4 separate regions of the Mus musculus genome follow, and regions 2, 3 and 4 are each linked to region 1. A link is a contact called in public Micro-C and promoter capture Hi-C data. All regions are on one chromosome and are shown on one strand. Each heading gives the region's core, a stretch centred on a gene start, on an enhancer-like site or on the middle of the called end of the contact. The rest is flanking DNA. Distances are from core to core; before and after follow the strand shown. Region 1 holds the start of Cd276 (CD276 antigen). Region 2 holds the start of 1700017B05Rik (RIKEN cDNA 1700017B05 gene). Region 3 holds the start of Gramd2 (GRAM domain containing 2). Region 4 holds the start of Celf6 (CUGBP, Elav-like family member 6).

The links. Promoter capture Hi-C pulls out the DNA fragments that hold promoters and counts their contacts. A called contact is a pair of places that touch in the nucleus more often than the background predicts.
Region 2: a Micro-C map of the HL-1 cell line shows a contact between it and region 1, with 2.4 times the contacts expected there. The contact joins the promoter of 1700017B05Rik here to the promoter of Cd276 in region 1.
Region 3: a contact with region 1 is called in a promoter capture Hi-C map of the SN4741 cell line, with 6 times the contacts expected there. The contact joins the promoter of Gramd2 here to the promoter of Cd276 in region 1. A contact is called at or near these places in 3 of 39 promoter capture datasets (the SN4741 cell line, liver and pre-B cells).
Region 4: a promoter capture Hi-C map of the SN4741 cell line shows a contact between it and region 1, with 7 times the contacts expected there. The contact joins the promoter of Celf6 here to the promoter of Cd276 in region 1. A contact is called at or near these places in 5 of 39 promoter capture datasets (the 3T3-L1 cell line, 3T3-L1-derived adipocytes, the SN4741 cell line and 2 more), 1 of 484 Hi-C or Micro-C datasets (cortical neurons), 2 of 115 datasets of contacts at active chromatin or transcription factors (astrocytes and pancreatic cancer cells) and 1 of 9 other capture datasets (embryonic stem cells).

Annotation. Positions count from the first base shown.
Region 1 is chr9:58,552,391-58,559,252 of GRCm38.p6, reverse strand. It overlaps Cd276 (CD276 antigen), which reads left to right and starts at 4,220. Exons shown (of 8, transcript NM_133983.4): 1 at 4,220-4,231.
Region 2 is chr9:57,260,247-57,267,108 of GRCm38.p6, reverse strand. 1700017B05Rik (RIKEN cDNA 1700017B05 gene) reads left to right here and starts at 4,510. Exons shown (of 3, transcript NM_028820.2): 1 at 4,510-4,680.
Region 3 is chr9:59,677,170-59,684,031 of GRCm38.p6, reverse strand. Gramd2 (GRAM domain containing 2) reads right to left here and starts at 3,878. Exons shown (of 12, transcript NM_001379375.1): 1 at 3,780-3,878. The coding sequence starts at 3,820. It overlaps Pkm (pyruvate kinase, muscle), which reads right to left. Exons shown (of 11, transcript NM_011099.4): 10 at 5,807-5,988; 11 at 4,660-5,304. The coding sequence ends at 5,198.
Region 4 is chr9:59,575,108-59,581,969 of GRCm38.p6, reverse strand. Celf6 (CUGBP, Elav-like family member 6) reads right to left here and starts at 3,633. Exons shown (of 12, transcript NM_175235.3): 1 at 3,331-3,633. The coding sequence starts at 3,592.

The sequences.
Region 1 (6,862 bases), core at 2,971-5,470:
TTTTTTTGATCCTGTCATGGACCAAACCTGAGAGAAAGGTCAGGACTAGTGTGAAGTAAGTGAGATCCTTTAGAATTGAAAGTCAAGGAAGAGGCTCACTTTCAAGTCAGACCAAGGGAGAAGCCTGTTTGAATAACACAGGTTCCACACAGGAGTACGATGGGAGCGTCACCCCTGCACCACAGTATGGACTTCATTTTTTTCTGGTTATATTTGGATGTGCACATGTTTGTACATGTATGCTTGTTTGTACATGTAGCTGTGCATGTACATGTGTGCACATGCCTGTGGAGGCCAGGGGTCAACATCAGGTATCTTTTATATCATCATCATCATCATCCAATAGGGTCTCACTATATAGCCTTAGCTGGCCTGGAATTCACTGTGTATACCAGGCTGGCCTCGATCTCAGAGATCTGCTTGTCCATGCTTCTCCAAGTGTTGGGTTTAAAGGTGTATGCCACTATGTCTGGCTTCCAACCTTGTATTTTGAGATTGGGTCTCACATTTAACCTGGAGCTCAGTGATTAGGCTAGATTGGATATCCAGCAAGCCCCAGGGGTCCTTCCGTCTCCATCTTCACACCACTGAGATTACAGGTGCACAGTGTTTTTCCCTGCATTTAATGTGGATGCTGGGGATTTAACTTAAATCCTGTGCTTGCTCAGCAAACTCTTAGCCAGCTGCGCCATCTCTCCAGCCCCTGTTCTTCTGTTTTTTAAACGCTGTCCTTAGCCTTTGATTTGGAGAATTCCCTAAACCTCTATTGGTAGAACCTCCAAGAAAACCTAATATAGATTCCTAGCATTGGGAGTGTTATGAGCCTGGGCTCTGGAAAGCTCTTGGGGGAAAGCAAGGGAGGGTCGAATGGTTTCACCAAGGATGGGGAAGTAGGACAGATATAAAAGAGGGTGAACAAGAAGCAGGGCAGTGAGTCAGATGAAGCACGTAGATAGCTAGACAAGCTGGGTTATAATTTGCTGTTTTGAGTGTGCTGAGTCAGAGTGGAGTGTTCAGATAATCCTCTTTGGGTGATCAATTCTTTCTTGAGATTGCTTCTGCTATTTTCCCTACCAGCTGCTTCCAGCTGGAAGCATTTCCCTCTAGATGTTTGAAACCTGTTCCAAGACTCCATTCCTGGGAGTAGGACACCAGAAAAAAAGGAGCCTGCAGTGGCCATTACTTACTGTTTCCAGCCCTGCACTGGTCTTCATCATTTGCTTGCCTCAGTATAGATTGGATGTTGGAAGGCAGCCCTGTGAACCCTACATGAGTGGTCAGGGTTGAGTGGTGGCCCTTGTCCAAACTCTAAGGACACGGAGCCTACAAATGCAAACAACTCCAGGCTGAGCTTGGAGGGCAGTACCACAGTGTTGGCTAAGTGTCACAGTGATTCTCTAGAAAAATGTTCAAACAGGGTTTTGGGCTCTGATACAGCCAAGGTTTGATCTTTTTTTTCCTTATTGAAGCAGATGAAACAAATAGACTTTGAGTTTTGTTCTCAACTGAGGCATTCAGTGTCTCTGAGCTGCTTTCTAAAGATGAGCTGCTTTGGGGTTGGGGCATAGCTCAGTACTAGAGTGCTTGCTCAGCATGTACAAAGCCTTGGTTTGCTATCTAGCTCTGCATAAAACTGGGGATGGTGGCACATGCCTGTAATCCTAGCATGCAGGAGGTAAAGGTAAGAGGGTCAGAAGCTAGCAATCATCTTTGGTTACATAGCAAGTTTGAAGTCAGCTTGGGCTATAAGAGACCTTGTCTCAAAAAACCAACCACCCTGTAGTCTCCCCTCCCCCAGCCTGAAACCAGCTTGCTCAGGGGTGGAGCTTCCTGCTCATTCGTTCTGCCACGCCCACTGCTGGAACCTGCGGAGCCACACACGTGCTCACCTTTCTACTGGACCAGAGATTATTCGGCGGGAATCGGGTCCCCTCCCCCTTCCTTCATAACTAGTGTCGCAACAATAAAATTTGAGCTTTGATCAGAATAACTGTCTTGGCTACATTTCTTTCTCTCGCCACCTAGCCCCTCTTCTCTTCTAGGTTTCCAAAATGCCTTTCCAGGCTAGAACCCAGGTTGTGGTCTGCTGGCCGGACACAACACCCATACTTTCTAATCCTTCTCAAACAATTTCAATAATTGTGGACCAAGCATCCAAACATATGAGCTATGGGGGCAAGTCTCATTCAAACCACCACAGTGCTGGTCCAGAAAACAGAGAAGGAGAATAGGAGGACCCTTGTCCAGACAGAAAGTGTGGAGAACACCTTTCATGCCAATGCCTCTGCTTCAGACAGGACTCTGTTGGAAACGTCCCTACGGTGAACTTGCTAGAAATACCAAGCCAACCTCTTCTAAACTAAGAGACTCTTGAGTGCTAGAACGGTCATCCTAGCTTTCTATATCTGTGGCCAACTGACTGAATCGCAGCTGAATGGTCCTTGAGACACACTATAATGCACTCTTTGTTCAAGTTGTTTCCCTTTCCTGGGGGGCGTCAGAGCTCCTTGAACTGAGAACCAATGCTCATTATTTTCTTCCCTCTCGGACTGTGCTCTTGAGCAAGGATAAGAAAAGCCTCTGCATTGTAAAGTGTCCCTTCACCACCCATCACGGTTGAGTTGGGAAGCTCATGGACACCTAGCCTGGTAGACACAGCAGAAAAAAAAAAAAAAAAAAAAAAAAAGACATCCTGTTTCAGGCAAGATGGAAGTCAAGGATTAATACCCAAGGTTATCCTCTGACCTCTACATGAGAGTCTTGGCTCAAGGGCAGGACCATGTATACAGGTTTTTTTTTTTTTTTTAATGCCAAATTTATATTTAGAAGCATAGACATAGCTATATTTGATCTCAGCACACAAATTCAAGGACATAGAATAGTTCTGCCTCTCCCTAAGAGCTGGGTGCCCTCGGGTGAGCTACTATAAAGCCTGTGTCTGAATCTCCTTATCTGCAAAAATGCGAGTAACAGCACTCACTTCACTGAATTTGGGGGATTAAAAGAGATAAATTGTGAAGAGCTTAAAATAGTAGCTGGCAGAAGCCGAGACCCGTGTGGATTCACGATTATTTCCTAAGCTCTCTCTGACAGCTGCTGTCACTTGGTTGCTAAGTCTGCAAGCAGTGCAAGGTTGGAGTCCCTTCTTTCCTTGAGTCTCAATTTTTTTTTTTCATCTGCAAAACAGAAATAATTTCTACCTGGTGGGACCCTTGGGAGATCTATGGAGGCCAGAGAGGAAAGCATGCTGCCTTCATTTGAGCCCACAGAAGGCCCTCTACGCTGTTGCTGTTTCCTGTCTGTGTAATGGACAGATACAAACACAGGTGAAGGGATGTTGGCAAATTCCAGACAGACTTAATCATCCTTTGCCCTCCTCTTGTCGCTGCCTGCAGCTAGATTTTTTTTTTTTTTTTTTTTTAAGGACATAGTGAAAGGGGATGGGGATAGATAGATGGCAAAGAAAGGGTTCAGGGTTGAGGGCACCCAGGCTTACTCTTCTCTACAGAACCTGGGCTAGCCAGCAGCTGGCATGCGGCTGGGATAAAAGGGTTGAGAGCAGCGTTAGTCCGGTTGCTGTGGGTGTAAGAAAACGAGGAAAACCATCTCAGTGGAAATTGCCCTGTGGTTGGCTCAGGCGCCCACGACACTGTATTTATAGAGAGCTCCCAGCAACTCGGAATTCTTCGCTGTCGAGTTAACCCTTTCCGAGCCGCGGTGCTGGCCTGGTGTCGAGGGGAGAAATTCTGGACTGAATGGGGACAGCTGGATTGCAGCGGGGCTTGGAGCCAGCAGTTCCGAGGGTGGGAGTGGTCAGTGGCCGGTCACCTGTCCCCTCTCACCGAAAAAGAAACTTCGGCTCTTGGAAGTGCTAGGATCCGTGTGGGGGATGGGCAGCGAGTAGCCCAACACCTCCTCCTCCTCCTCAGAGTACTGGGTCTTCCCCCGTCGGGGTCCAACAAGGGTCTGGGTCGGGGCGGGTCCAGACCCCGGGCCCTGCCCAGCAGGCGGGCTCAGGCTTCACCCTCGGATCTCGCCGCAGGGCCAATCCAGCCTCTGGGGCGCACCCGGGCGGCTTTTCCGGGCCCCCAGCTTCCTCTGGCCGTCCCGCCCCTCACTCTCGCCCCCGGCCCCAGTCTGGCCGGGCCTCGCGGCGGCGGCGGCACCAACAGTGGCGGCGATTGGGCTGCGCCCCGCCGCGTCCCCGAGTCCCGGGAGTCGGCGCGGCGCGGTGAGTGCTTGCGTGGCGCGGGGCGGCGTGGGCTGCTGGGTCCACCTTTGTGTGCGGCGGCGCCTGGACTGCACGCGCTAAGGCGCCGGGTGCAAGGAGCTGGGAACTCCGCGGCCCTTACCCGCAGGGCACCGGCACCCTGATCCACGATGACCGCTGGGGCTCTAGGGTCCGGAGTAGCTGAGAGCACCCCTGCTTGGCCGCTCCCTCCTCGGGGGGCTGAGACCCGCTGGGATTTGTGGGATCTGATGACTCCCAAGTCTGGGGCTTGTGGGGCCCGAAACGGGGTGGGTGACTGATTATTCAGGCCCTGGGTGTGGAGTAGGGATGCAGGCAGGTAGGTCACTGGGTTGATGGTTCTTGAAGCTTAAGGAAGCTGCTAGCCAAGACTGGAAGGGAGGCATTCTCCGGACTTTGAGGAAGAAAACACCATGAATGCCAGCTCTGAAAGGGGAAACTGCGGGGGAGGGGAGCACGAGGTTAGGTGGTCCCCTGTTCTTGGATCTGAATGGTGAAGAGGGACCAGGTCTGCAGAAGAGCACGAGGGAACAGGTTCTGGGAATAGCTTTAAAGGCTCCTTCGAAAAATAAAAGACTGAAGAGGAAATGGGATGGGACAGTTTGGGCTGTCTTAGGTAAATGGAGATGGATGGAGAGGAGGTCTGAAGGAAGGTAGGGAGAGGCTGGAGGACCAGGGTGGCACATAGAGACGAGAAAATTGAATCCGGCTCTCCAGGGCCCTTTCTTACTAGGCCCCAGTCAACCAGTCGCAGATTTCGGAGCTTGAGGCAGTGGCCTGGCAGAAAGGGAGTTTTATTTCCAAGCCAAACCTGTCCTAATGAGAAATGTATGGTGGGTGACTCAGACCTGAGAGCTTATCACTGAAGGGAAATATTAAGCAAACATTAGACCCGAAGTTTGTATGTGCGTGACCGGGGTTTTGTGTATGTGTCGGGGAGACACCTACTTAATTGTGAAAAATTATTTCCCTTCAAATTGATTGTGGGCCATCTGTAAATGAATAGTGATTAAATTAAAACCCAAATCCTTAAAAAAAAAAGTTTGGGTTTTTTGTTTTTGTTTTTATTTTTGTTTTTTTAAGATAGTACCTCACTATAGATTTGGCTGACCTTGAACTCACATAAATCTACCTGCCTATGTCTCCCAGATGCTGGGACAAAGGCATGCACCACCAGGCCAGCTCAAAGACTTTTTTTTTTTTTTTTGAGTGTGTAGTAGTTACTTTCAGTTTGAGATGCCAATGAAAGTGTCTGAACAGTTTGAGAGCTATTTATTTAACTGAGCCTCCTTTCTCATTCCCTTTGTCCTCCCAGAAGTCCCTAGGACTCCTACTGTTTAGCAACAACGACATTCTGAGTAGTTTGGGGACCTGTAAATAGGTGAATCTGAAATCTGTACTTGAAATTGAAACCTAAACCTGTCTTATGGGCTTGGTTGACTGATGGGCAGGCCAGGTGTGGAGGGCTGGGGAGCTAAGGGCTATGGAGTGGTGGTCTACCCTTCCACCTTGCTTGGGAATGGGAATATTTTGGAGGTGTGTGTTTTCTTTGGTAGCTGGTGTTCTTAGTCTTCAGCACTAACTCTTGGTTAACTGTGGCCCGTGGACGTCTTCCCCCGTGTTACAAATACATCACCGTTAGCTGACACAGGGTCCTGATATCAGTGCCATTTTCATTGTGTGGCTGGGAAGGTAGCTCAGTTAGTAGAGTGCTTGCCTAGCACCCATGAATCCTGAATTGGATCACCAGCCACCAGCGATGCACAAACTGGTCATAGTGGCTCATGGTGGTAACCTCAGTGTTTAGAGGTAGAAGCAGGAGGACCAGAAGTCATCCAAGGCTACATAGTTCAAAGCTCGCCTGAGATACACGAGACTTCAGTCAAAAGGAAAAGAAGAAAGAAGTTTGCATACTACATCACCACTTTAGGTTAACACTGTGAATATCCGTTTTGCCCAAAGTGTCATGAGGCAAAGAAACCATAAAGAGGGATAATGTTTGCCCATGCACAGAGTAGCTCTAGTGATGAGTTTGTTGGTCCCATGACTGGTCTACAGGGGTCTGTACTGTCCTGCATATGTGGTGTCTTCTTCCTGCTTACAGAGTATTGCTCATGCACTCCAGACTTCGCTACAAGAGGACATCTTGTAAGGGAAGAAGCCTAGTTTCTGAGACGAGTTGGGATTTTTTTTTTTTAGCCCAGTTCTCTTCCCCATTTCTGGCCCCTTAAGCTCTGTCCAGGCACCTGATGGGAACAGGGTGGTTGAATGTCCAAGATGCTCAGATGCCTAGCAGCTGGGTGCCTGGCATCTGGGCTGGAGGCTTTCATGTTTATCTTCAGAACAGTTATAGAAGTGGTGGCCTTTCAGAACAGTTCTCTGGGGAGGCAGCATCCTTATTCTGGAGAGGCCACTACTGAAGCTTTCTGCAGGAGTCACCCTCCCCTCAGTGCTGACCTCTAGAATTCACTCTTTTTGGTGGGATTTAGGTTGGACACCAAGATGAAAAACCCTGTTAGGGTTGCAATGAGATCCTGGAGCTGCAAGCTGGTGTTCTGCATCCTCAGAGAGACTCCTAGAAAGTGTTGAGCGAATGAATGTCTGACCTCTGGT
Region 2 (6,862 bases), core at 3,261-5,760, 1.3 Mb after region 1:
AGGGTTTGGAATGCAGGGCACAGGAGGCAGATGGAACTCACAGCCAATTTTTATTTTATTTTATTTTATTTTATTTTTGTCATCCTGGGTTTAGGCAGAAAGATGGAGAGAGGGGTGGGGGATCAGAATGGGAAGGAAACTTGTGTAAACCATTAGCCTCAGAAGATGTAGGTTGTAAGCCCTCCTGCCTGATGCCCTGGCACAGAACTGGGTCTCTGGGTCTCAGTTGCCCTGTATTAGCCTGAAGCTTGTTAGTATCTTAGAGGCTGGAGGGGTGTGTGTGTGTGTGTGTGTGTGTGTGTGTGTGTGTGTGTGCAGATTTCAGCAAAGTGTGGCCAGGTGGGTTTTTCTCCTGTAAGACAGGAGCTCGCTCTGTAGTCCAGGGTCTCCTGGAACTTATTAGATATCCAGGCTAGTTTTCAATTCACGGTGACCCTCCTTCAGTCCTCGCAGTGCTGGGATGAACAGGCCTGAGCTCTTCTGGCTTTCTTTGCTTGATGACATGCAGAACGCTTATGTATTAAATTGCGACTCCATAGCCATGGCCCGGGTTAATCCTGTGCCCGGAACTGCATCCCAGCGCTCAGACAGACTCATACATGTCCTGGAGGAGGTCCCTTCCCTGTTTCAATGGGGGAGCTGGAAACCAAGCCATTTGAGGACAGGGACCCAGGCCCCCCCAAAAGAAAGATAATCTAAACCAGCCTGGAGATCAGGGAAGGCATTCTGGAGCGGGTTAACAAAGACTGACAAGAAGGCATATAGGATTGCAATGAATTTCGGTTGGCTTTCTGGGTCTGCTGCATCAGGCAGCCAGAGAGGAATAATGGAGGGGACAGGCAGATCGAGATTGGGGGAGTCACAGGAGACACTGAGACTGACAAGAGATTGCCCCCCTGCTTTCTGGAGGAGGAAGACTCTGTTTGCCAGCACGCCTCTGGAAAACTGTTTACCTCACTCAGTTGAGACCCCTGGCCCTAAGCCTCTGAAGCTCTGCGCTGCTGCCCTCCCTAAGGTGCTCTGAGCTCAGGCTAATGGTGCCAGCACAACACAACTTCAGGCTGTTTTTTTCGCAGAGGATTTTGGGCCACTAGATGCATCTGAGCCTTCTCTCATTCTCACGAGGGTTTGGAGTCCTGTAGTGATTCTAAGAGGGGAGATCCTACTCCCCCATTTGTTGGCAAGCAGCTCCGGGCTCACTGTGAACTCAGGAGTGAAGTCATCAGAGCAGTGACATGTCATAATTCCACCCCTTAGGCTGATGTGCAAACTCAAGTGAAGGTGTTGCTTAAGTCACACAATTCAGAAGGGCAAACCCAGTTCACTTGACTTTTAGGGGTAGAGGGAGAGAAGGGGGTCTTCCTTGAACCCCTGATCCTGCTACCTGAACCCCCCAAGTGCTGGGATTACAGCCATCTGTCACCATGTATGGTCATACCTGGTGAGTTTGCTTCTTTCGCAGATTCTTACTTTATCGGGTTGGAAGGCTTAAGTGAGACACTATTAAGTGTCTGGCATAGAACCTGCTCCGTACCGGAGCTCTTGGCTCCACCACCTACCCACGCTGACATCTTCCTCTCTTGGCAGGGGAAGGAGGAGGGATGAAGATGAGAGGGCCTCCCTGGAGGAGACCGTTTCTAGAGCTGGTACTCAGAAGATGGCGGGAAGCATTGCCTGTGTTTTTGGTGCTGCCTGGTAGGGTGGCTTCCATCACTACCTCTCCTCTGAGGAAGGAAAGGCATTTGTAAATAGCAGGCATGACCTCATTAGTGGGAGGGACACTATTAATAACTATAACATGACATGCTGCCGTTCAGGAAGCTGACCTTTTACCTCACCTTTCAACAGAGGAGTCTGTGTTGGGAGTTGGAGGGGAGTCGGGGGAGGTATGGGGGAAGGGCATGTGCCCGGTTCAAGCCTGTGTAGAGTCAGGATGGTGCAAAGTGGAGCCCTCTTACAACTTTTCTATTTTTGCATTGGTGTGTGTGTGTGTGTGTGTGTGCGTGTGTTTTAGAGAGACTGTCACACTGTAGCCCAGGCTGGCTTGGAATATGTGCATGTGCGTGTGCGTGTGCGTGTTTTAGAGAGACTGTCACACTGTAGCCCAGGCTGGCTTGGAATATGTGCGTGTGCGTGTGCGTGTGCGTGTGTGTGTGTGTGTTTTAGAGAGACTGTAACACTGTAGCCCAGGCTGGCTTGGAACTCACTGTGTAACCCAGACCTACCTTCTATTCAGTAAATCCCCACCTGAATCTTAGTCTTCTGAGTGTTCAGATTCCATGTGCCGGACCTCGACTTTTCTACCCATCCATCCCCATCCTGTGCCCACAGTTAAACTCTTCCCCTTTCTGCTCCCACTCAGTGATTGTTCACCTTCCAGACAAAACATCACTATCTCTCCAAGGCCACCGTGTTAAGAAAGACTCACGGGGCCTCTCCAAGTCACCTCGAAAGGCCTACCTTCACCTGCCTGAGCCCCTGCGCAGGACCCTCAAGGCAGAGAAGGAAAGGCCAGGGCCAGAGACTTCAGGAGAAGTTCACAGTTGCCTGGCACTCTGCAGTCTACTGCGGATACTGTAGTCTATAAGGCAGGAGGCTACCTGGTTCTCTTTTGTGCTGAGCAAGTTAAAGCCCTGGGAGTTGCAAAGTGGCTCTCAAGTCCTCTATCCTATGCCCTTTCTTTGGTGATCCAGGGTGTTTACATGATGTCAACAAGGAATAGACAAGCTGATTATAGGGACAGCTGTCTTTATGAAATGTTAATGAATTGAGACAAAATAATGGGGCTGTAGTCTTAGCTGGGCCCTAGGGTCTTGCAGGCTAATCATGACATAATGGGGTCCTCCTTGGGTCTACAGCCTGAGAGTTCTAGACCACAGGAGCCAAGGGCACTCACTGTCTTCCTCCCAAGTCACTCCTGACATCAGGAGTGGAAGAAGATGCTACGCACAAGGGAGAAGAGGGCAGAGTTAGTATGTGTGATAGTAGGAAACAATATCTCCTTGAGAGAAGGCTGAGCCTGTCAGATTTGGCATGACCCAGAGCTGGCAGGGCACAGATGCACCTTTCTAGTGTTAAAGCATGTTAGTAAGATACAAAACCCAGGCAACCTGGGCTTCTGTCCCAATTTGCAATGTGATTTGGAAAGCCCCAAACCTCAGAGTCTCTCCTCTATTTGTCTAGCCTCTATTTGTAAAAAAATCTTCCAGCTCTAATCCAAGAGACACCCTCCCCTTCTCCTTGAGTGACCTCACTTCCTCTTCCTAATCCTACCTGGAGCCCAGCCCCTCCGCCCCAGCCCCATCTTCTCCCATACCTGTGCCCTCAGCTCTGTTCTGACTCAGGCAGTCCTGATCTTTGGGTCAAGATGGGTGTTCTGAGTGGTTTTGCCCCAAAAACTAATTTTGATCTCTATGGTGTTCAACTATTCTTCACCATGCGACCCTGCCTTGGCCTTGGGCAGTCCTGGAACTGCAAGGATTAGATTCCTTCCAAGAAAGAGGTGCTAGCGCTGAGCTGGGCAAGGCCCCACAACCAGATGGGCTAGAGTCCAGGTGAACAGAGGCAGTGGGTTTCCCAGCCCCTTTCTGCAACACATCAGCTTGGCTAGGGATGCTTCATCCCATCAGCTTTCCAGGTTGCTCATGCTCAGACCGGTTCTGGTGCGACACATTTGCCAGAAAGGCTCAGATGCCCACCAAGGCCGCTTGGCAATATCTCCAGAGTCTCATTCCTGGCCCACTCCAGGTCACTAGGAGCTGATATATACTCGTCTGTACTTTACCTCATAAGTCCTTCTTAATTTCCTAATGCAACTTGTTTGTTGAGGAAGTTAGGGCTGCCTCGAGATATCCTTTAGCATTTTTATTGTCTTGCTAGGAACTGAGTGTGGTGGTCCAAGCTTTTGACTGCAGCACTCAGAAGGCTGAGGCTGGTGTGTCTCTGAGTTCACGGCCAGCCTGGTCTACATAGTAAGTTCCCAGACAGCCACAGCTATATAGTGTGACCTTCCCAAACAAAACAAAGCAAAAGCAAAACAAAAAAAAAAAAAGGACTGCTAGATAGCCCAGGCTCAGCTCAAACTCTCAGCAATTCCCCTGCCTCAGCCTCCCATACCCCAATTTATGTGCTACACATCTTTTCGAAGCCTGATGGCCCTATTTCTAAGAGGCAGAATATCACTTTTACAAATGAGGAAACTGAAGCTCATAGAGGTTAAGTGGCAGGTCCAAGGTCACATGGCTAGAAAGTAGCAAGGAATGAATGATCTAACGGAATGACTGAATGAGGGCTTACGATCGCCCTCGGGGCAGAGGTTTGAGGAAGGAGGCGAGCGAAGACTGTGCACAAAGCCAGAGGCCGGGTCGCGGGAAAGTTGGTTCCACTCAGGCCTTCGGCACGGGAGGACCCAGGGGAGCGCAGGCTCCCAGAGGCACAGCCGGGTTCTGCCCCCACTCAACGGCCCGCCCCGCCCCCGCCCCGCCCCCGCCCCGCCCCGCTCGGGACCACAAACGGCGCCCAGCGGCAGCACGAACGGTCGCGCGGAACGTCTCTCTGGGCTAGCTGCCTGCCGCGACTTCCCGCGCAAGGCCGGCGGGACAGGGACCCGCAGCCTAGGCGGCGCTGAAAGATGCCGCGGCTGCTCCGGGTGGCGGCCGCTAGAAGCCTGGTGCTCTGAAGGTAGGAGCTCGCCTACCCGGCAGGCGCGGAAACTTGGGCCGAGTTTGCGGGCGGCGCGTGGGCAAGGGGCGGGTGGCCCTGCCCCAGGGCGCCCCTACCGGCCAGCCCCAGGACGGAGCGCGGGGACCGGGGCCCAGGTGCTGAGGCTTCGGGCGGTCAGACTACGGGGCCCAGTCATACCGCTGCCCAGACTTTGCCAGGACTTGGATGCTCCCTGGGCCTGGTAGAGCTCCGGAGCCACAGCACTGCCTGGGCGTTAGGGCTGGCGAAGAGTCAGGCGGATCCCTCGGGCCTCTCGCGGGGCCAGGCTCACGCGGATTGCCGGGCGCCGATTCGGGGTGGCGGTGGGGGGTTGGGATTGGTGGCGGCGGGCGCTGAGGTGCCGCGGGGCCGTGGACGAACCCTGTTGGAACAGGACCGCCTGCGGTTTCCTAGCCACTGCTTGACTCACTCTCTGGCCACAGCCCAAGCTGGCGGGATCGTCCCGAAGGAGGTGGCTGCCCAGACTTTGAGGCCGCCCCCCCCCCAGCCCCCCAGCCTTCTGGACCTCAGTGCAGTCTGCGGGCATCGATCCGTGGGGTTCCCAGTGCGAATCTCCTGACTTTTTTACACGTTTACGTGAGCTAAGGAAGGGCACCGTTGGGCAGTGGGGGGCATGTGTGCAGATTCGGGCCATGCATGTACGTGTAGGAACAGCTTTGCATGCGTGGCCCACGGCAGTCTGTGTGTCAGCCTGCCGGGGTGCACGTGCGTTGCAGAGGCGCGGAGAGAGAGGCTTGGGGACACCCGGAAGCCTGGTGTGGCGGTGGGGCGCCAGTTCCCTACTGAAGCCGGCTGGCTGTGAGCCACTGGCACGAGGGTCACGGGCGGGGCCGGGAGAGGGAAATTAGGAGCGGAGCATCCGGGGAGACCCTTTCTCTCAAACTGAGAAGTGTGGGCTGCTCCACGTTGAGTGAGTGCTCAGAACCTCAGCACGCAAAGTTTTTAGAAGACTGGTATCTGTTAGAGCGGAGAGAATACTGATGCGGGCCTCAACTTGGCTGGGATCGCGCTCTTCATGAGGCCCCAAGGATGTGACGTGGAAATGGACCCACGGAGTTGTCTGTCTCCCTCGTGGAAAAGCAGGAGTGTAGGCGCTTGACCCTGCCCTGGGTTCTGGCTGAGGTTAGAACTCCTCTAAGAACTGGCAGAACTTGGACATCTTCACGGTAGGATCACCTGTTGGCCCTACCTTCCCCAAGCGCCTTAGGCTACTTTGGTATCCGGAAACAAGGCACCTTCTTTTTGGCTACTCTCTCAGTGGGGGTGGCCTCTACCGAGGGAGCTTTCCATCCTACTGGCCGGGCATTACGTCACCGCCTCACCTTTCAGAGTCTTGGGTTGGCTTTTTGGCGCCCTCACTCCTCCTACAAAGACTCCTGAGGGTCCCAGGGGTCTGGTTCTCAGGAAGTCTCCAGGGCCAAAGGGCACGGGTTGGGCTGAGCCCTGGAGAGACGGACTCTTGAGAGGGGTGGTTAGAGCAGGTCCCAAGGAGCATTGGTGGAGGTGAGACCAAAGCCAGCCCTTAATTAACCCAGACCTCCCCAAGGATAGAGTGGGCTTGGTACCTTCTGAGCCATGTGAGTCTTGTGGTGCAGAGTCGGGTAGATCTCTTTCAAGGCCATTTTGGTCTGCATAGTGGGTTCCAGATGGAGAAACAGGGAGACCCAATGAGAAAATAAAATAAAGCAAAACCAACCATATAAGTATGGAGCAGTGCAGGATGGGGCCTTCCCTAGACCATATTACCACCCTTTACATTTTCTTGTCACCTTGCTGGTCTAGCTGAGCCCCTATAGTCATGACCACTGTTCAGAAAGGAGGAGAAAGGTGGTCCCTGCTTGCTGGTGACAGAAGTGTGTGACACTTTACCTGTGACCTACTTATAGGAATATTGATCCCATTTACCCTTTTCTAAGCCACTGGGAGTTTTAGGGGGTAGGAGTGCTCACTGGGGGAGGGAGAGGAGGGCCATTGATAACCCCAACTGAGAAACCTCAGAGGGAGCCACCCATAAGCCATTGGGGATGCCTGTTTCTTAACGAAAGTGCCTGTGATAACTGGACATTGGTCCTTACCCTTCTTTGGACTTCCCTCTGTGCTGTATTCTTTTCTTTCAAGTAGAACCTAGATTTATTAAGGA
Region 3 (6,862 bases), core at 2,629-5,128, 1.1 Mb before region 1:
CGGCAGAGAGCCTGCCTTGCCAGCCCGATGACTTCAGTCCAGTTCCTGGAAGTTATGGTGCAAAGGAGAAAACTCCCCCAAAGTGTTCCTTTGGCAGGTATGAGGTGCATGCCTTTAATCTAAGCACTTAGGAAGTAGGTACTCTCCTTTGACCTCTGTGCCTGTGCCATGCACACAAGAGCTGAGACTGCACACATGCTAAAAGAGAATAGAAAAGTAAAGAGAGCTCAGTGTTGGGGGGACTGGAGAGATGGCTCAGTAGTTAAGAGCACTGACTGCTCTCCCAGAGGTCCTGAGTTCAATTCCCAGCAACCACATGGAGGCTCACAACCATCTGTAATGGGATCTGATACCCTCTTCTGGTGTGTCCAAAAACAGCTACAGTGTACTCACACAAAATAAATAAATAATTCTTTTTTTTTTTAAAAAAGAGCTCAAGTTTGTTTTTTGTTGTTTTTTGTTGTTGTTGTTGGTTTTTTTTTGTGCCATATGAAGTATAAGACTAGCCCTGGTGACATGAGGTCCCGTCTGAAAAATCAATAATAAATAGTAAAAAATATATTTTTAAATAACCCTGAAAGAGTTGGGGTTGTGACTTAATGGTAGTGTGCTTGCCTAACCCTGGAGCCGATCTTTAGAGCTGCATCCTAGGCAAATAGGTAGGTAGTAGCCTAATGTAATTTTAAACATCATCGAGGAAATACCAATTTAGAACAAAGACTGAAAGGCCGATTCAGTTACTACAAGTATTAAACCAAGCCTAAATTCTAACCAAGTCTCTCTCTCTCTTGGTTTTTGTGTGTTTGTTTGTTTGTTTTTTGTTTTTCGAGACAGGGTTTCTCTGTGTAGCCCTGGCTGTCCTGGATCTCACTCTGTAGACCAGGCTGGCCTCAAACTCAGAGATCTGCCTGCCTCCGCCTCCCAAGTGCTGGGATTAAAGGCGTGCACCATCACTGCCTGGCAAGTAATTTCTCAACTAACAAAAATGTGTAGATGTGGGAGAAAGAAGAGAGGGGAGGCAGTTTGTCCCTTTGAAGCTTATATGCTTAAGAATAACGCACACTGCCACCATAGGCAGGTACACTGTAGGGGAAACTGTTCTCAGTCATGGAGGAAGCTCATTCCTCATGTGTATGTGTGTGTGTGTGTGTGTGTGTGTGTGTGTGTGTGTGTGTGTGTGCGTGCATGTGTGCACACGTGTGTGTGTGTGTGGTAGGTGAGTATCTGTGCACATTCAAGGAGGCTAGAGGAGGATGTCTGGTGTCCTGCTCCACCACTCTCTTCAGTCCCTTGGGATGGGGTCTTTCCTAGCCTGGAGTGTGGCTCAGTGATGTCTCTTTCTCTCCCTTCTATAGTGCTGAGGTTGCACGTCTACTGGCTACACCCAGCTGGAACTCAGGCCCTCATGCTTAAGCCACGATGTTACTATCTACTGTGCCATCTCCCCAGCCTCAGGAAACTCATTCTTGGGGCTATGTGCCCTAATCCCCATCCATCCCTACATTAATAAACAGGTAGGAGGATTAATCGTAGCTTACAGGTTAGAGACTAGGGGCCGAGAGAGTGATGCCGTACAGTCTATGTGAAGAGGTACGGAGGCCAAGCCTGACCGCTATCAGGCTCATCACTGTATCCAAGATCGTTGTGGAATTAAGGGAAACCTGTCTTCTCCTCTCAGAGAAGGATGAACACATCATTCTCCAGGATCCAGACTCAAGTACTAGACACTGAAGTGGAAGTGGAACGCTACACCCTTCGTGATTTGATGGGCTCCCAAGACAAGTCACAGCAAAGGGAAAAATATGAAAAGAACCGAGGCATCTCCAGAAGTGGAGGTGGAAACTCGTTGGGTAGAACCACTGACTGTGTGGAGGGGCGGTCTCTAGGGAGCCGAAGTCACATCTCTTCTTACTTTGTGGTAAAGCAGGCTCTGAGACAGACGTGATTTGCTCCAAGTCGCAGCAAAGTGGGAAGAGCATCTGAATTCATCTCTGACTCTCAGAGTGAAGCTCTTCCTGTCAGTCTTATAAATAGGGAACGTGTCTCTCAGCAGCCAAAGCAACAGCTTAGCCAGCTTAAGGGCTGGGTGGAGTCACCTTGACAAGCACTAGCAGATCATGGGAAAGCTAGCTCCCTGGAGGCTAGCAGGCATAAACCACCCTGAATACTGTGTCCTCACCCCTAGTGGGGTCACCAGAACATCCCCAGTAAATGAATTAACATATTCACTTCTAGTCCCAGATAAAGTTTTGAGGACCAACCCGAGTTTTGAAATTTTAAAACAAGCACCAACAGTAAGGCCTGGATGAGGCTCAGTCTGACCTTTCCAGACTATTTAGAAACTTCTTGCCCTCTGGGAAGCTGAGAAAACCTTTTCTACTTGGCCCCAGCAGACACCTCCTGAATTGCTGGGGTGAAACCAGTCAGCTTTGCCCACTGGGTCTGCTCACTTGCCCCAAGGTCCCCACTAAGAACACCCTTAATGACTGCCAAACTCTAACCTTTACTCTAAGAATGCCTTTCTATGCTGCAGTCTAACTGGCCTTATGAGGAGACTGAAGAGCAGTCCACAGGGCGAGCGATACCCTCTACCCATCTCTTCTGGCAAGACTCTTGTCTTCCAGCTTTAGGAGTGGAAGGACACCTTTGCACAACCAGATACGTACGTTGAAGGAGGCAAACCCAGAGACAAAGGCTGATCACAGCTAGCCCACCCCCTCAAGCCCGTAGAGGACTGAGTGCTAACTCATCACCCTATGTACCAAGGTTGATGTGGGAACAAGATCACATTTGCCCCACCTCAATCCATCCTGGCTGGCCAGGGATGTCCAATCCTGCAGGTTTGGGGCTGGGTGGGAGCAAGAATTTACAGTTTCATCAACGGGCCGCATCTTCCCCCTAAATAATCTCATCTGCACCACTTCAAAAGTTAAATTCCCTAACTCCCCAGGGCTGGACCTGAAATCATTATGTAGTCCAAGATGACCCTGAATCTCAGCTCATGTAAGCTTCCCAGGAGCTAGCAAGCATGAACCATCTTGCATACGGTGCTGGAATTGTAGATGTGCATCACCAATGTGTTTTATGCAGTGCTAAGGACCAAATCCAAGGCCTTATATATGCTAGGTAAACACTACCTACCCTCCCAGCTCACAGTTACCATTCTTGATGTCATCTGCCATGCCGCCTCCTGTCTTCTCTCCCCCCACTTATTCTCCACTACCTGCAAGAACTTTCCTTTCCTCCCAAGCCGACTTTGAACCAGCTCTCTGGGCTTGGAGACCAGCCCCAGCCCGCCCGGGCCTGGCGCACGGGGTGCGGCCGAGTCGTGCTGGGACAGCTCCACGTTGCCTCAGAAGCAGCCGAGTGTGCTCCTAAGAGTAGATCCCGCTGGGAGTGGAGAGGAGAGGAGAGGAGCTGATTTTGCAGAGGCCCACAGGGAAGCGCCAGGCTGTGTGTGGAGACAACCGGGACTGGGGGGTCGTTATGGCGAGAAATGAATGAAACACAAATGAATGGACCGCGAGGGTGGCCGACACGAGGTGATTTCCAGAAGGGAGCGTGCCTTCCGCTCGCCTGAAGCCACCAAGACACATCGGATACATCGCACCAGACTCGCACACCTCACAGCCGGGCGGAGGCGCAGGGTCCAAGCCTAAATTTCTGCGGTTGGAAGTGCCCAGCCGGGAGGCAGAAGGCGCCTAGGCGCGGCATTCCCAGAGTCGCCCTGCCCTTCGTCGCAGCCTCCTGGACCTGGAGCCCCGGGACGCCTCCCTTACCTGCCCGCCTCGACAGGCTCGCTACGGCTCAGGGCGGTCATCGCAGCGCCTTCTCCGGGAGCCCGAGGCCGTGCGCCAGACCCAGTGCCCTCCGGGGACCGCCCACCCCGGGAAAGGCCCGCCCCCACACGCCTATTGGCCGCTCGCGCAGAATGAGCCTGGCTCAATTGGTGGAGCCTTCCCCGCTCCCAGACCGCCCTGATGGGTCCCAGCTGCAGGTAGGTCTTCAAAATTGTGAGGTCGAGGAAACCAGGGCCTGGGTCCTCAATTATGGGACTTCATATCAAAATGTTCCCTCAGGGCTCTTCATTCTACTCCGCCTTCCAACCTCCTTACCTAACCTGAGCTCTTGGTGCTGCAACATCTCAATTTCAGAGGCCTTAGCCTCTGACTAGGTGGCTGTTGGGAGTTGCCAGGGACAAGGGTCCCACCTTGTTTCTATGTACCTTATTCCTGAGGGCAACAGGAAAACAAGAGACCCTTTGTGCTTAACTGTTATGGAGGCTGAGGGTTTTGTGAAGTATCCAATCAGGGACTCATCCTACAGCGCCCTCAACAGGCCTCTACCACAGGGATCAGCCCACTATTCGACCATTCTAGGTGCTAGCTGAACCTGTCCCAGACTTTTCTAGTATTTGCCCTGAAATAGAACGGATCAGCTTCCCGATACACAGCCGCACTTTGGTGCAGGAGGCAACTTATATACTCCCAAAGTATTCAGTCTCCGGCGTCTCCAGTGGTCCCGTGCTTGAAGGTTATCTGGTGGATCCATAGCACCCAAGGCCAGGCCTCCTGGCTGTTGTCATTCTCAATTGCTCAAAGGGCAGGGCTCGACCACCACTACCAACCCCCGGAAAAAAACAAAACAAAACACAACACAGGTGCTTCAGCTGCTGTTTATTGACATTCAGGTGGGCACTATAGCAACAGGCCTGGAGACTCTGCAGAATACAAGGTGGAGAGTGGAGTGTCTGCAGTGACAGAAGTGGAGTGCACAAGAAGTGGGGAGGCCAAAGCTGTTGGGAAAGCAGGTCAGGGCCAGGGCCAGAAGTCGTCATCTACACTGGGACCCTGGGCCCCACACCCTCAGCCCCTACTCTTTTGCTGTCTCCTGACTCCAGGCTAGGGCTGGGAATTCTGACAACTTTCTACAGAAGCAAAGCCCAGAGATGCTGCCGCCCTTCTGTGATAAAGTCAGGGTTTCCAGTCCTGCATTCCTCCTCCACCCCTGGCTCAGGTAGGGCCCTGAATAATAGCTGGTCTCTATTGCATGTTTTAGAGGCATTAATTTTCCCTGGTGTCCCAGCCCACCAGCGCCACACTATGGCCCAGAGTGAGCACTACAAGCGTTGCTGGCCTAATGGAAAGGATAGGGGAGGGGAAGGGACAGGGGCTAGAAGAGGGGCTCCAGAGGGCCATCAAGGTACAGGCACTACACGCATGGTGTTGGTGAATCCAGAGCCAGGGCGCCACCCGGTCAGCACAATGACCACATCTCCCTTCTTGAAGAAGCCTCGGGCCTTGCCTGGGGGGAAAAGGAGGTTGGTGAGTAGAGGTATACACTTGAGGAAAACTGCAAAGCCCCACAGTCCTAATTGATCACACAAAGTGGCACTTTTCCCAACCCAGACACAAATCCAACAAGGCAGGTGCAGATAACTGCCCTAATAATCCTCGTCTGGGTAGGGGAGCAGGTTGACAGTTACTTCTTCTCACCACAAGATGGTGCAAGCCTCCTAGCCTAAACAAGGGCTGAGGCTGAACTCAGAATGCAGAGACCTTTGGACACCATTCAGTTTATACTCTAGAGAGTCAGGGTCAGCTGCCTCCTTGTCTCTATATAGGAATAAGGCCACAAAAGCTTGTGTTCCCCACCCTCTAACCCCACCCTGCTCAGGACAGTAGCTCCAGCTAATCTTACAACTGGGTGATAAAACAGATAGGCCCAGCCCATGACTTCAGGAAGTGGTAGTTTTAGGGTCCCCATTTATTAGCACTTCATCATTCCCTTGTTTCCAGCTACATACCAACATCCATGGCCAAGTTTACACGAAGGTCGACATCCTCAGCCCAGGCATTCAGCACGGCATCCTTACACAGCACAGGGAAGATGCCACGGTACAGATGGGCCTGGCGAGCAGTCTGGGGATTTCGAGTCACGGCAATGATAGGAGCCCGAGGGCGGTACCTGGCCACTTGGTGAGCACTCCTGAGATGGAAACAGGTTGGAAAGACTGACCGTTAAACATGTCATAAGACCCTTTCAGTAAGCCTAAGCCAAAAGTAATACCCTCTAATTCAACTCTGGACCACAGGCTTTGCCCACTGACAACTGTTTCAAGGTCTGGCCTGCCCCTCAGACCTGTCCTGTCTTTTCTAAGATGATTATCCTGCTCTCAGTATGGGCAGTCCTATAGGAGCATGGCTGGTAGAATTCTTCCCACAAATGAACCCTTCCATCTGGCAGTGAGGCAGCTTTGGCCCAATCTCAGCAGAACCCACTCCTGTAGCTGCCAGCAACTTTTACAATCCAAGTACCATGTGCCTAGCTCCTGACTTCTTCTGCAAAGAACAGCAGCAGAGTTACCAGGCCCTGGAAGCCAACAATGTTCACCATAACACTATACTGTTCTCCTATGGGAGTCCTAGCAGCTAATGTTAAAAGAAACCTCAGAATTTCTATGGTTTTAGAAATCTGGGTGGTAGGGCTGGAGAGATAGCTCAGTGGTTGGGAGCACTGACTGCTCTTCAGAAGGTCCTGAGTTCAGGTCCCGGCAACCACATGGTGGCTCACAACTATCCATAAAGAAATCTGACACCCTCTTCTGGTGCATCTGCAGACAGCTACAGTGTACTTAGATATAATAATAAATCAATCTTTAAAAAAAAAAAGAAAGAAAAAGAAATCTGGGGGCTGGAGAGATAGCTCAGCAGTTAAGAGCACTGATTGCTCTTCCAGAGGGCCTGAGTTCAATTCCCAGCAACCACATGGGATCCCAGCAACCATCTGTAATGGGATCCGATACCAATGTCCTCTTCTGGTATGTCTGAAGTACGTGTACTCATATAAATAAATAAATTTA
Region 4 (6,862 bases), core at 2,384-4,883, 1.0 Mb before region 1:
CTTCGCCTGCTTCTCTCCAACACCCATCTATTTTAGATAGAGACTTATAGTCTCCAAGGATCAGCCTTGATTCCTTCCCAGTCCAGTTCCAAGTGGCAGGGAAAAAGGGGGAGGAAGATGAAGGATTGAAGGCCAACTACTTCCCAACACTTCCTTTCCTAAGTTTGGAGTTGGGTAAGGCTTGGTTCAGGTTTAAGGGCTTCCTGTAAGTAGGAAATTCCAGAAACTCCCTAATCCTATTTAAGACCTCGGTCTATCACAACAGGGCCTCTTAAAGTGTTGTCTTTGACTCAGCTTGGACTCTTCTACACAATCCTACTTATTGAGGCAGGGATGGAGTCTGGGATGAGATAACAAGTAGGGTCTACTATCTCACTGTGTCAGCTTCAGAATCTGCAGTTTCCTAGAAAACTTTGAAGGAGGTTTCTCTTCCTTTTCAATATTCACTGAGAACACACTCATCCTGAAGATATCCAATACTTACTTATTATGGTTGGGCCTTATGATGGGTTAGAGATGGAGAAGTCTTGGAGATTAGATGTCATGAGGAACACCTGAGTCTGTCTCCAAAGGTTGAGGACTGCCTCCAAGAAGACACTGAGGGCGGGGTTGTAACTCAATGGTAGAATTCTTGCCTAGCATACATAGTGGTCAAGTAATGGTGACGATAAAATAGAAAACATGAATTCTCGAGAACAGGGACAGTGAATCCTTTGAACCAGGTGAGAAGAGGTGTGTGATTGTTTCGTTTGCGGTGAATGAAAACTGAGCCAAAATGTGGTGTGTTCGAGAAACAGCTAGAAGGCTGGATACAGGAGAAGTCTTGAAAGTATGAGCAGAGTGGCTAGTGAGGAATGCAGGCATTGGGTTACATGTAGCCTTAGAGACCGCGAATAAATTTTGTTCTCCTTCCTGAGAGCAATGGAGAAGCCACTAGAGGGTGTTCACTAGGGATGCGAGATGATAAGATCTGTATTTTCAAAACGGACCTCTCAAGTAGAGGAAGGAGAAGGAGCAACAGAAGGCCACATGCCTACGGGAAGCCATTCGGAGCTGGCCCAGTTCTCCACTCAGAGCTGGCTAGGAAAGCAAGTGGGGCCTGTTTTGTTTTGTTTTTCAGTGGTATCTTCTATGGAGCTGCCTCCTGAAGATGGATGGATTGCCTCCTGCTTATTGAGAATTCCTAGACAGTGTCTTATTTTATCAATAGGGCAACTGAAGCCAGAGATTGTGTCAGTCACAGTTTTGGGATCTTTGAACTCCCAGGCTAGGGTTGTTTTCAAAGCACTGTGCTGGTGTCCACAGTACTCGGCCATTGAAATGAAAATGAGTCACTTTAGTGTTCAGACATCATTGGTTGCTGCGAAGAGAGTGGGGATGCTGACTTAGAGGCCCTCTGAGTTACCTCCATATCTCACAAGGCAACATCTGCTTTGGAGAGGCATAGAGTGAATGGAGGACTAAATCACTGACCCCTGGGTTTCACATACATTACTGTTCTGCCACTAAACCATAACATGTCCTCACACTGGAAGGGGAGCTTTAGAAAAAGCTTTGGGGACCAGGTGCTACCAAAAAGAGCCCATGGAGATTGCTTGGGTTAGAGGGTAGAAGGCTGGAAGGATGGAGATACAGGGAAGTATGGCCACAGGGGCAGATGAGTAAGAGGTGAGCAGGAGGGATTAGTGCTAAGTGAGAAAGGAAGACAGAGTGAGGGGACAGTTCAGACATGGAGTGCTTGAGTGAGAACTGCAGTGACTCCACGCACTTGCTTTACTCTACAGATCAACTACAAAGATGAGGTTTATGCTTACCCACTGAACTCACTGTCTAGGAAAAAAATGCCACAAATGACTGGGCATGAAGACAGCCAGTGGGTTAGACTGAATTCTAGGAAGTCTGGATGATGTGGCCTTGTCCTTATAGGACTTTAACATAACCTCTCCCACAAAAGGTGGAATCTGTACCCCTATTCAAAAGGCCTAGTTTTTTCATGGGCATGTTCTCAAAGCCCTCTACTTTAGTATGCCAAGGAATGCCCTGGGGTCTCCCAGCTTGAAAAAGGTATCAGTCTGATGTTAGCTCACAGGCCTTTAGAATGGACCTGCCCTCTAGGACCTGTTATTTCTCTCTTAGGAAGATTATGGAGGGTAATTGGTCACCCTTCCCCCACAAAAATCCCGAAACCGCATTATTTCCCAGTGGGAAAATGAAGATGTGTCTCCTCAAATAATCATGATATGATTCTGGCTCTGTTATTCCAGCTCAGCCTGGACAGACTTTTCTGCGTGTAAACAAGTCTCCTCCCTTCTCTACAGGAAGAAAGGGGTGTGGCTGGAGAGGACCATGGTGCCTCTGTCTTCCTAGGAAGGGCAATGAGAAGAGCCCCCCATCCCCATCTTCCTCACTTAGATTGATCCACCCTGAGAGTGCGCTGGTCTGGGACCAGCTGGCAAAGAAAGGAAAACAGGAAGCCATCAAGAGGATTGAGAGGAAGCAGAGATGCACAGGAGTGGGGATTAGAGGGGGTGGGGGAGTGTATTCACACAGGGGAAAACCAAAGAGGAAGGGTACACAGGCAGGTGTATGTTCCCAGCTGAGGTTAGGATTCTGGATTCAAATCAGAAGAGGTAAAGAGCATTGGGTTCTGGAAAAATGTATGGAATATTGGGTTATTGTCAAATGTGAGAAGGCATTTATCTCTGAGAGCCTCCTGGGGGTGGGGTGAATTGGACTGTATATATTAGGTCTGAATTCTAAAGAGGAGAATTTGGGTATGGGGTATTTAAGGCTGTCAGACCCAAAAGTCAAATGGAGGCCCTAGGGGTTGGTTTGTTGTTGGAGGCCAGGAGGAGTGCAAATCCAAGATGTGTGTGCGGTGAGGCCTGAATAGGGTGGCACCAGAGAGAGAAAGTGCTCAGGAAAACCATGGGTCCAGGGGTCAGGAGATCGGGGGCTCCAGAGCTGGAAGGTAGAATAAGTTTCCAAATTCCAGGGTTTGGGGTGTCTGGTGGAAGGGATGGTGGAGAGATTAAGCAGGGAGGTGGGGATGACTGGGATGTGAGAAGTGACAAGGGATTTGGAGGTTAGAGTGAAGAACGTGTTAGGGAACCAGAGTGAAGTCAGAAGGATGCCACAGAGACAATTCTGGCTCTGGGGCTCTGTGGCCTGGGGAGGGAACAGAACTGAGGTGGGGCAGGTCCTGAACTGGAGTCGGGAAAGGTTCTAGTAGGGCTGGGGTTGGGCCTGCGTTTGGGGCCGGAGTTGGGTTGGGCTGCGCTCTAATTGGATTGGGGCTGGGCTGGGCTGGGCTGGGCTGACCCCGCGCACCTTTGTGGAGGCCGGTGAGCCGGTCCTTCAGCACCGTCAGCTCGTAGATGCGGCCGAACTCCTCGAACAGCGGCTTGAGGTCCTGCTCGTCCAAGCCCCGCGGGATCTGCCCCACGAAGAGCTTGATGGCGTCGTGGTCCTTCATGGGCACCGCGGGACCTGGGTTCAGCCCGCTCATGCCGCCGCCGCTGTCCGCGGTGCTGAAAGCCAAGCGCGGGCTGGGGCCGGCGGGCGGCGCAGACCCTCCAGGCGCCGCGGCCATGTCCCCGCCCCGTCCGCCCTCCCGAGCGTCCCGCCTGTCCCGCCGTCCCTTCCCTGGACTGCTGGCGAGGGCCTGGGGGAGGGGGCGGGGCCCGCCTACGAGGACGGGGGGCTGCCCAGGGGGCGGGGCCCAGCCGAGAGCGAGGGGCGGGGCGGACTGAAAATGGGCGTGGTCGAGGGCGGGGCGCCTGAGTCCGGCTGGAGTCCCCCTCAGAGCTCTCCCTGGCGCGCCAAGCCCAGCCCCGAGCCCCAGCCCCCGAGCTTAGTGACGTCAGACAGCTAGCAGGGAGCGTCTACGCAAGTGATTTGCATAATGAGATAGCGGTGGCCAATCAGAGAAGGAGTTGGCTGAGCTGGAGCGCGGGGCGAGAAGGGCGGCTGGGCTCACGCGCTCCAGCTCTCCATGGCAACCGGACCCTCAGCTGCCCTGTGTGTGGAGGGTGTGCGGGCGTGGCAGTGGATGGGAAGTAGCTTCGTCATGCGTGGCGCTGTCTGCTGGAGTCGGAGATGATCTCTCCCTACACACCTCCAACAGCCGGACCGTTTTCTGTGGGTCAGATAGGGTTTCCACCTCTCTATCCCTACTACCGAAGCCAGTCTTGCGGAGCGCATCCTTCTAGGCTCCATCGCACACCTCTCCTATATCTTCAACCTCTCTTTGCTCCTGAGACTCAAACACACTCTCGTCTCTTGTATTCTAAAATAAGCCCCAAGCACTGATTTCTTCCTCAGGAGAGCGAAAGAACTTATATTATCATATTTACTCAGAGCTTCTGCCTGGTTCCTCCCTATTCTGTGACTCAGGAGTGTTATCTTCTTTTCCTGAAAAGGATGCTGTGGGTCAAAGAAGTTAGGGCGTAAGGCAAAAGAAGAAACGGAAATTGATACATCGCGTGTGTTAATATCTTAAAAGCTATCGGACAAATCACAGCGCTTGAGTGTTTACCTCCCCATTCCCTCTTTCACAAGCGCACATTCATAAAGATGAAGGATTGGCGACATGGCTAAGCATATAAAGGCTCTTAATAAACAAGCTCGATGACCTGAGTTGGATACCCAGAACCTGCGTGGAAAAGCCAGGAGCAGAGCTTCGCATCTGTAATCCTAGTACTTCCGTGGCAACAAGAGGAAAAAAAAAAACAGGAGAGTCACAAGGGCCAGCTAGCAGAGGGACAGAAACAAGAGGGAGCCTCAACAATTTGGAATGAAAAAGCCACTCCTGATCTCAACAAGCTTGCCATGACTCATGTTTCTGCCCCTACTCATACAAATACACACATGCATACACATCACACACACACATCACATATGCATCACACACACCCCACACACAAATCACACCATACACACATACACACATCACAGAAACAAATTTATATTTTTTATTATTTTGTGTTTAAGTTTTGCCTGCATGCATGAATATATATGTATGTGCAGCACATGTATGCCTAGTGCCACTGGGGCCAGAAGACAGTGTCAGAGCCCCTAGAACTGGAGTTATGGAATTTAGGGGTTTTGTAAGCCTCCCTGTGGGTGCTGGGAATCAAACCCACGTCTTTTGCTGCTCTTAACTGCTGGGCTGGCCACTAACTAATTATGAGTTGAATAGGACCTTGAACTGCTGCTCTTTCTGCTTCCACTTCCGAGTTCTGAGGTCATGGGTGTGCACTCTCATGGTCATTTATGCATACCATCTTTAGTAGTTCGTTTGGGGGTACATCTACTTTTCAAATTGTGTTCTTACTGGTGGAGCAGCTTTTATTCTTTTCTTTGACAGGCTCTTGGGATATAGCCCAGGCTACCTTCAAACTCTGGGTTCTTTCTTGCTCCAGTTTCCCCAGTGCTAGGAGTGCAGGTGTGTGCTACCGTGCTCAGCCCTGAACTGATCCTTGCTAGGTAAGTTCTCTTCCGCTGAGGTGTTCCTCCAAGCACCATAGTTACATTTAAAGCAGGTAACTTTAAAAGTGGGCATAACTGGGTCTTTTAAAATTAAAAGTAGTTTTGTTTATTCTGTGACAAGTTGGAAATTAAATATCCTCAATGCTCCACTCTGTTATCTTTTGATACACTGTTGCTGTGGATGCTCAGCTTTGTTATCTTTTGCTACATTGCTATCTACTTTCCCCCCGGGTGTATATAAACTCCAGAGTCAGCTTGCCAATTCTCCTTGCACTACTTTGCTTTCTGTTGCCACAATGAGCACCATGATCACAAATAACTTCTGAAGAAAAAGGTTTATTTCAAGGTATAACTCCTAGGTCACAATCCATCCATCACTGAAGAAAGTAGGACCAGGAACCCTGGGAGAATGCCATTTGCTGGCTTGCTTCCTCTGCTTGCTTAAAAGCATATTATGCAGCCCACGCCCACCTGCCTAGGGATGGTGCCTCCTACAATGGGCTGAACCCTCCCACTTGGCAAACATGGCCACAGACCAACAGAAGAAATTAGTTTGGAGTTTCCTCTTCCCAGGTGTCTCTAGTTTGTGTTAAGCTGACAATCACTAAAAGCATAAAATAGCTTCCTGGAACTTTGATTGGATTTGCATTGATGTAGATCACATTGGGAGAAAAAAAAAGATACAAAACAAAACTGATGTTGTGGCCCTTAGAGGAGATGGCTCAGTGTATCCATAAAGGCACTTGCTACCAAGCATGATGGCCTGAATTTAATCTCACATGGTAGTGTGAGAGAACCAACTCCTACAAGTTGTCTTCTGACCTCCACACACGTACTGTGGCACACACACACACACACACACACACACACACACGTGTATACACACTAATTGTTTAAAAATGTTATTGTAACAATATTGACACTTCCTATTCACAAACAAGAGAAATCACCATCTATTTGTTTCCTTTTTCATTTCTTCATTCAAGAGTGGTGGGTAAATCTTTTCTTTCTTAAATATGCCATGCTATTCTTGTCCCTGTTCCTTTGTAGGTGGGTGGGATATTTCTGCTGGTTGTCTTCTGACCCCAATTCTCTATGTCTTTGGCTTTCTATGGTTTAAATATTATATGCTTAGATGAGGGTTATAATCTAGTGCTTAAGCCATTGGGCCCTCATCGAGACTCCTGGATTTTTGATTTGTTGTCTGTTGATAATAATTTTGGGGAAATTCTTTGACATTATTCCCTCATTAATATTCTCTTTATTTGCCTGGGTACTTCTGATTATGTGATAGGCATTGTGTTGAAAAATATTTTTAGAAATAATTGTAGGTTGAAGAGGGTAGTATTTTCTTCTTCCAGAACAAACTTGT